2 separate regions of the Sus scrofa genome follow, and region 1 is linked to region 2. Evidence: chromatin contacts called from public promoter capture Hi-C data. All regions are on one chromosome and are shown on one strand. The core of a region is the stretch at or near the end of the contact, and the rest is flanking DNA. Distances in the headings are between cores, read along the strand shown.

What was found. Promoter capture Hi-C pulls out the DNA fragments that hold promoters and counts their contacts.
Region 1: a contact with region 2 is called in a promoter capture Hi-C map of liver, with 2.4 times the contacts expected there. The contact joins the promoter of GTF3C4 here to the promoter of MED27 in region 2. A contact is called at or near these places in 1 of 5 promoter capture datasets (liver) and 1 of 47 Hi-C or Micro-C datasets (heart right ventricle).

The regions. Positions count from the first base shown.
Region 1 is chr1:272,453,026-272,455,780 of Sscrofa11.1, reverse strand. GTF3C4 (general transcription factor 3C polypeptide 4) reads right to left here and starts at 1,293. Exons shown (of 6, transcript XM_001929441.4): 1 at 1,113-1,293; 2 at 824-1,110. The coding sequence starts at 1,167. DDX31 (probable ATP-dependent RNA helicase DDX31) reads left to right here and starts at 1,386. Exons shown (of 20, transcript XM_003122262.5): 1 at 1,386-1,939. The coding sequence starts at 1,583.
Region 2 is chr1:271,926,731-271,929,671 of Sscrofa11.1, reverse strand. MED27 (mediator complex subunit 27) reads left to right here and starts at 1,305. Exons shown (of 8, transcript NM_001001644.1): 1 at 1,305-1,571. The coding sequence starts at 1,369.

The DNA of each region.
Region 1 (2,755 bases), core at 44-2,543, 530 kb before region 2:
AAAAAGACAAAAAAAAAAAAAAAAAAAAAAAAAAAAAATTGAAAATGGTGATGATAAAACAATAAAACTTCAGGAGCCCTGAAGTTCTGAAGGCAAACTTTGTTAATATGAAGCCAAAAGCACTAAATCTACACGGAGATCTTGGGCTTGAAGTTTAAAACTGCACTGAAGTTTAAGAATTTCCAGAGGCCTTATTTTTTCATGCCACATCCGAAAAAATTTCAATTATTGAAGAAAAACTGGAGTACTAACCCCTACATCCATATTTATTTATCCATCTGCCCAAGATGAGAAACAAGGACCATTTCATAATAAAGTCACTGAAACAGGTAAGACGATGGAGCAAGCCAATTTTTCTCCTCCAAAGCCAAAGAGGCGCAGGGAGAGGGCACATCACAGTAAACAAAGCCAGCCGAGGTCCTCGGGGAGCAAGCCCCAGACAATAGGAGCGACGGTCGAGGCAGGTCTGGGGTTGGGTCAACAGGGGGTGGAGCCTCAGAAAAGACCAAGGAAAGAAAATCTACACTAGCAGCCGGCCCGACGCAGGGGTGAGGGAAGAAGCTGGCTCCGAGAGGGAGCTCCCGAAATACACGTGTATTTGTGTCAGGAGGAAGTGTGAGATCCGGGAAACGGAGCACAAAAGGCTAGATTTGTTGTTTGTTGTTTTAAGCTACGATGACCCTAGCGGCTTATCCCCAAGCGCTGGGTGCAAGGAGGGGAATCCCGGGACTAGGCGTGGGTCGGGATTCCCCAGGGACCGGTGACGCGGCCGCGGGAGGGGAGTAGGAGGAGATCCCAGGGCTGGGGCCCGGGGATGACTTACTTTGAGGAGGCAGCTGTTGAGAGGCGCGGGCACGGAGGTGCGGTGGATAACCAGGTCCTGGCCCGGGTTGTGCACGTCGCAGATGAGCTCCAGCACAGCGATGCTACGGGCGGTGGACACCGACACGCGGTGGTCCTCGGACCACGCCAGCGGCTCCAGGCCGCTCACCGCATACTGCAGCCTCACGGCCGGCTCCCGCCGAGTCACCAGGAGGCGGAACGCGGCGCTGGGCCCGGGGGCCGGGTCCGCCACCGGCCCCTTCCCGCCCGCCTCGCCCTCTTCTTCCTCGGCGGCGCAGGCCGGTCGGCCGCGGGCCCCACCCGGGCCTTGTCGGCCGTATTCATCTCCCCTCAGAGGCTGAAGCCGGACCCCGGGCGCGCCAACTCCGCGTCGCCGTCCGGTTGCCGCCTCTTGCACCGCGGCCGCCGGCCCCCAGCGCCCTCCGCGGCGGTTTTCTTCCCCTTAGGCCCGGAGCGCCGCCGAGCCAGGAAGGACCCCGCCGTTGCTAGGCGACCCAGCCCTGCCAGGTGGCCAAGGCGCTGCCTGTAAAAAACGCGCCTCCTCCGCGGGCTGGACCGCGGGTGGGCAAGGGGCACGCAGCCGCGAGGATCCCCACCGGGTGATCGAGCCCCAGGCCCCTTTAGGGACCTCCCGGGGCAACTAAATGCTGGGGAAAGAGTAACCCGGTGGCAAAGGAAGGAATGCTGGTTAGACCAGGCACGCCTTTTCTTCTGGAGGAATTCAAAGAGCTGCACAAGCATGAACTCTGGGGTCGAGTGGGACTTGGCACCTCTGCCGCAGGCCAGGCCACGAGGGGCTCAAGCGGGGCAGCCCCCCACGCGCTGCGGCCCCAGCCCCGAGCGGCGCGGGCCGTGCGTTTGCAGACCTTCCGGGACCCGGAAGGGGCGCGGGCGCAGGACCCTGCGGGGCAGCTACGCGGGGTCCTCGCGCGCGTCCCACGTGGGGCCGAGCCGAGCGGCGGGGCCGGTTCGAGAGACCCAGACGCGCCTTTCTGCCGGCATGGCAGCCGCCGGTGGAGCGCTCCTCCACGTTCCCGAGCCCCGCGCCGCAGCCCCCAGGACGTTCTCCAGGCCCCGCCCGGCGCAGGCGAGGCAGGTGAGTTCTGCCCCGATTTCAGATTCGTTCGCACCCGGGGCCGCTGCGCGCCGTGAGCTGCCGCCTTGCCTTTTGGTCGGGGTTCGAAGTTCAGGGGGCAAAGCCAGGCGTCGGGCAGCTTCTGGAGGAGTCGCTGAGCAGCGCGGGTCTGAGACCCGGACACCATCCTGCGGAGAGGGGGTCTCGGAGGGAACGGAGTGGGTGTGGAGGGGTGGGGGCCGGCTCGGGCTGCTAGTCGGAGGTAGCGGCGGGGACCTGAGGCTGCCTCCCAGAGAAACTGGGGACTGACGCTTGGGCGGAAGCCCCAGCCCCGTCACTCACCAGCCGTGTCTCTAAACTTATCTTAGCCGCCGTTTTCTCGACTCTAAGGGTCGTTTGTTTCCGGAATGAGAACTGGAAACTAGAGAGTTTTTTGAAGTTTTCCAAGATGGGATGTATTTTCACCCACGTGCAATGAAGGGAAGAGAAAATACACCTAGTCAATGTGGTCACCTCATTAGGTGAGAGAAAGATGCCCTACATTTAACCCAAGCCAAAGCTGAAAATCGGTTTTTAAGGTGGTTCACTAGGCTCCTAGAAAAGAGGAGAAGCAGAAAATTCATACGTTGTCATAAAAACCAGGACGGCTACAGCTTGAAGGCAAGGAAAGTGTGTTTATGTGTGTTTTCTCGAAAAAGCAACACTTAATTCTTTTGAAAAATTAAATGCCAAAGTTTAATTGGTTCTTTTCCTTTCAAACAACGTGGTGATGCTGAAATTCATTGAGTTCAGGTAAGCTCCCATCATCCAACGCCCACTGTGTTATCTTCCGGATTT
Region 2 (2,941 bases), core at 56-2,555:
TGCATTTGGATTCTTAGATCACTGCGCCACAATGGGAGCGCCATCAGATGTCTTGATCAGATTCAGGTTTTGCATTTTTGGCAGGAATATCACAGAAGTCATGTTCAGTGCATTTTATCCGGGGGTAGCTCTGTCCTACACATCTTGTTAAGATGGCGCCAGCCAGGTTTCTCTACTGTGAAGTCACTATTAACGACACCCCCCTTACATCGCAGAATTAAATTCTGGTAAAATACACATAACATGAAATCACCATTTCAACCATTGTAAGTGTCCAGTTCTGTAGCAGTAAGTGCATTCACACTGCTGCGCCACTGCCACCACCATCCACAGAACTTTTTCATCTTCCCCCACTGAAATCCTGTGCCCGTTAAACGCCAACTCCCCATTCCCCTTCCCACAGCTCCAGGCAACCACCATTCTACTCTTTGTTTCTATGAATCTGAGTCTTCTAGGTACCTCATGTAAGTGAAAACATACAGTACTTGTCCTTTCGTGCCTGACTTAATTCACTTAAGTATAACATCTTTAAGGTTTACCCATGTTGTAGCATGTGCCAGAATTTCCCTCCATTTTAGGGCTGAATAAATATTCTCTTGCATGGAGATGTCACACATGTTGTTTATGAATTCATCCCACGGCGGACACTTGGGTTGCTTTTGCCTTTTGGCTCCTGAGGACGAGGCTGCCATGAACTTGGGTGTACAAGCATCCGTTCCAGACCCTACTTTTCCTTCTTTTGAGTGTACAGCCAGAACTGAAATCACTGGATCATTATTTTTTCTCTTCTTAGCCAACAAGTTTCTAGTGGGATGATACATTGAGACCGTGTAAATATCCTGTTAAGCCGCACACTTTTACGCGCTAGCCTCCCTCGATTCCCATCTCAATCAATTATTATTCTAACGGTTGCCAAATGGTGATTTTCTTTCCATTATTCTTTCCGCATTTATTAGCTGGCATTCTACTGAGGGGAAGGAATTTCCCTTCTCCCTCATTCATTTACGAGTGTGGGCTCATTTTATTCCGTCTACCCCATGGACACTTTATTGTTCTGAGCAATTCCTTTCCATGTGACTCCCAAGAGTGCAAGTTTGGGGAAGCAAGGGAACTTTGTGTATTTCCTTGTCACCATTAGGAGAGCCGAGAGTGCAGCCCGACTTCCTCAAACCCGGGTGATTACTTCCCTGGCCACGCATTCGTTTAAAGTGGAAACCCTCTTTGGGACAGTGGCCTCACGAACCACCCGGTGAGCCCGGCCCGGCGAGAACTACATTTCCCAGAGTCCATCGAGGACTTGCGTCATCAGTGGGCGCCGCCTTTTGCTCGCGGAGCCGGCTTTGTAGGGCCGGCTGTGGCGGCGGCAACATGGCGGACGTGCTGAGCGTCGGCGTGAACCTGGAGGCCTTTTCCCAGGCCATCAGTGCTATCCAGGCGCTGCGCTCCAGCGTGAGCAGGGTGTTCGACTGCCTGAAGGATGGTATGCGCAACAAGGAGACGCTGGAGGGCCGGGAGAAGGCCTTCATTGCGCACTTCCAGGACAACTTGCATTCAGTCAACCGGGACCTCAAGTAGGTACCGGCTGAAGGGACCGGGGTCGGGGACCTCCCACCCTGTCCCGACCCGGCGCGAGTCTCCTTAGTCCGCGGCTGCCCTCCCTTTTCCTTGCTCCCTCGCTCCCCCTTCCTGCTCTGCCCGCCCCTCGGGGCCACCTCATCCTCCACCCCCGCTTTCCCGTCTCCCTTGTCTTGGCGTCCTGGTCCTGGCTGTCTCCCGCCGCCCTGGACCCTCCTCGTGCTCCTAAGGTCCCTCACGAGGGGACATGCTCTGTCCAGGAGCTTCCACGCCTCGTCTCAGCGTGGCAGGGTTCTCACCTGTGGGCCCTCTGTGCCCCGCCGTCTCTGATCAAATAACCCCAAGCAGGACCTGCTCAGCGCTGCCCCAAACCCAGGTGCACTCCGTCTGATTGGCCCTAGCTTTTTCCTCCCCGAACCGGGAAGTCATCAGTTCCTTCCTACCCCATCCCCAAACACGACAAAACAGGCTTTAATCTTCCTCTTTTCCCCTGCCTCCTCTGAAACCACCTGATCAGTACTTTCATTCCCACTCTCTCTGCTCCCGTTCCTGAGACCTCATCTCTGCCTTAACCAGCTTAATCACTTAGGCGTCAACCTCCCCCTGCCTGCCAGCAGTTATTAATTTGTGGTCCTCTACCATCAAGGGTGGTACATTTCTTCTTTTTCTTACAAGTCACCTTCTTTACGTCTACTTTATAAGTGAAATGCAGTGAGAGGATGTTTGTAAACTGCCTGGCACTTAGTAGTCACTTTTTCCCCCGGCCTTGCCCTTGGCATGTGAAAGTTCCCAGGCCAGGAATCAAACTTGCGCCACAGCAGTGACAACGGCCAGGTCCTTAACCCACGGAGCCACCAGGGAACTCCAGTATGCACTTTTTAATTGGTCAGGTCCTGAACTTGCCTTCCCTGCCTTATGGGAGTCAGTCCTATCCAGGGAGGTTCACATATCAGGAGTTTTGTCTTTGACCTCTCCGAACTGACCTTAGCATGGGGGGAAGGCATTTGGGGAGCTAGTCATCCTGTGATTTCTGGAGTGGTTAGGCTTTTTTTTTTTTTTTTCTTCCTCTCAACTTGGTTTCCTTAGTAACCAGCTGGAAGGAGGAGGTAGAATGGAAGAGGAGGTGGTGATCAAATGATGGGAGCCTCTTTTTATTTTATTTTATTTCGAAGTAGTTGCCATTCTTGTTTTGGGCGAAAGCCAGGGAATCACACACCCCTCCTCAACTCCCACATCCACTTGCTGTTCTCTGGCGCAGTGCCAGTTAATACTTGCCTTGCTTTGGGGGCGGGGGGAGGGGGGCGCACGGGCTTTTCTTCCCTTGGCTTTTCTTGGGAATGTTCAGGATGTTTTAACCCTTCACCAT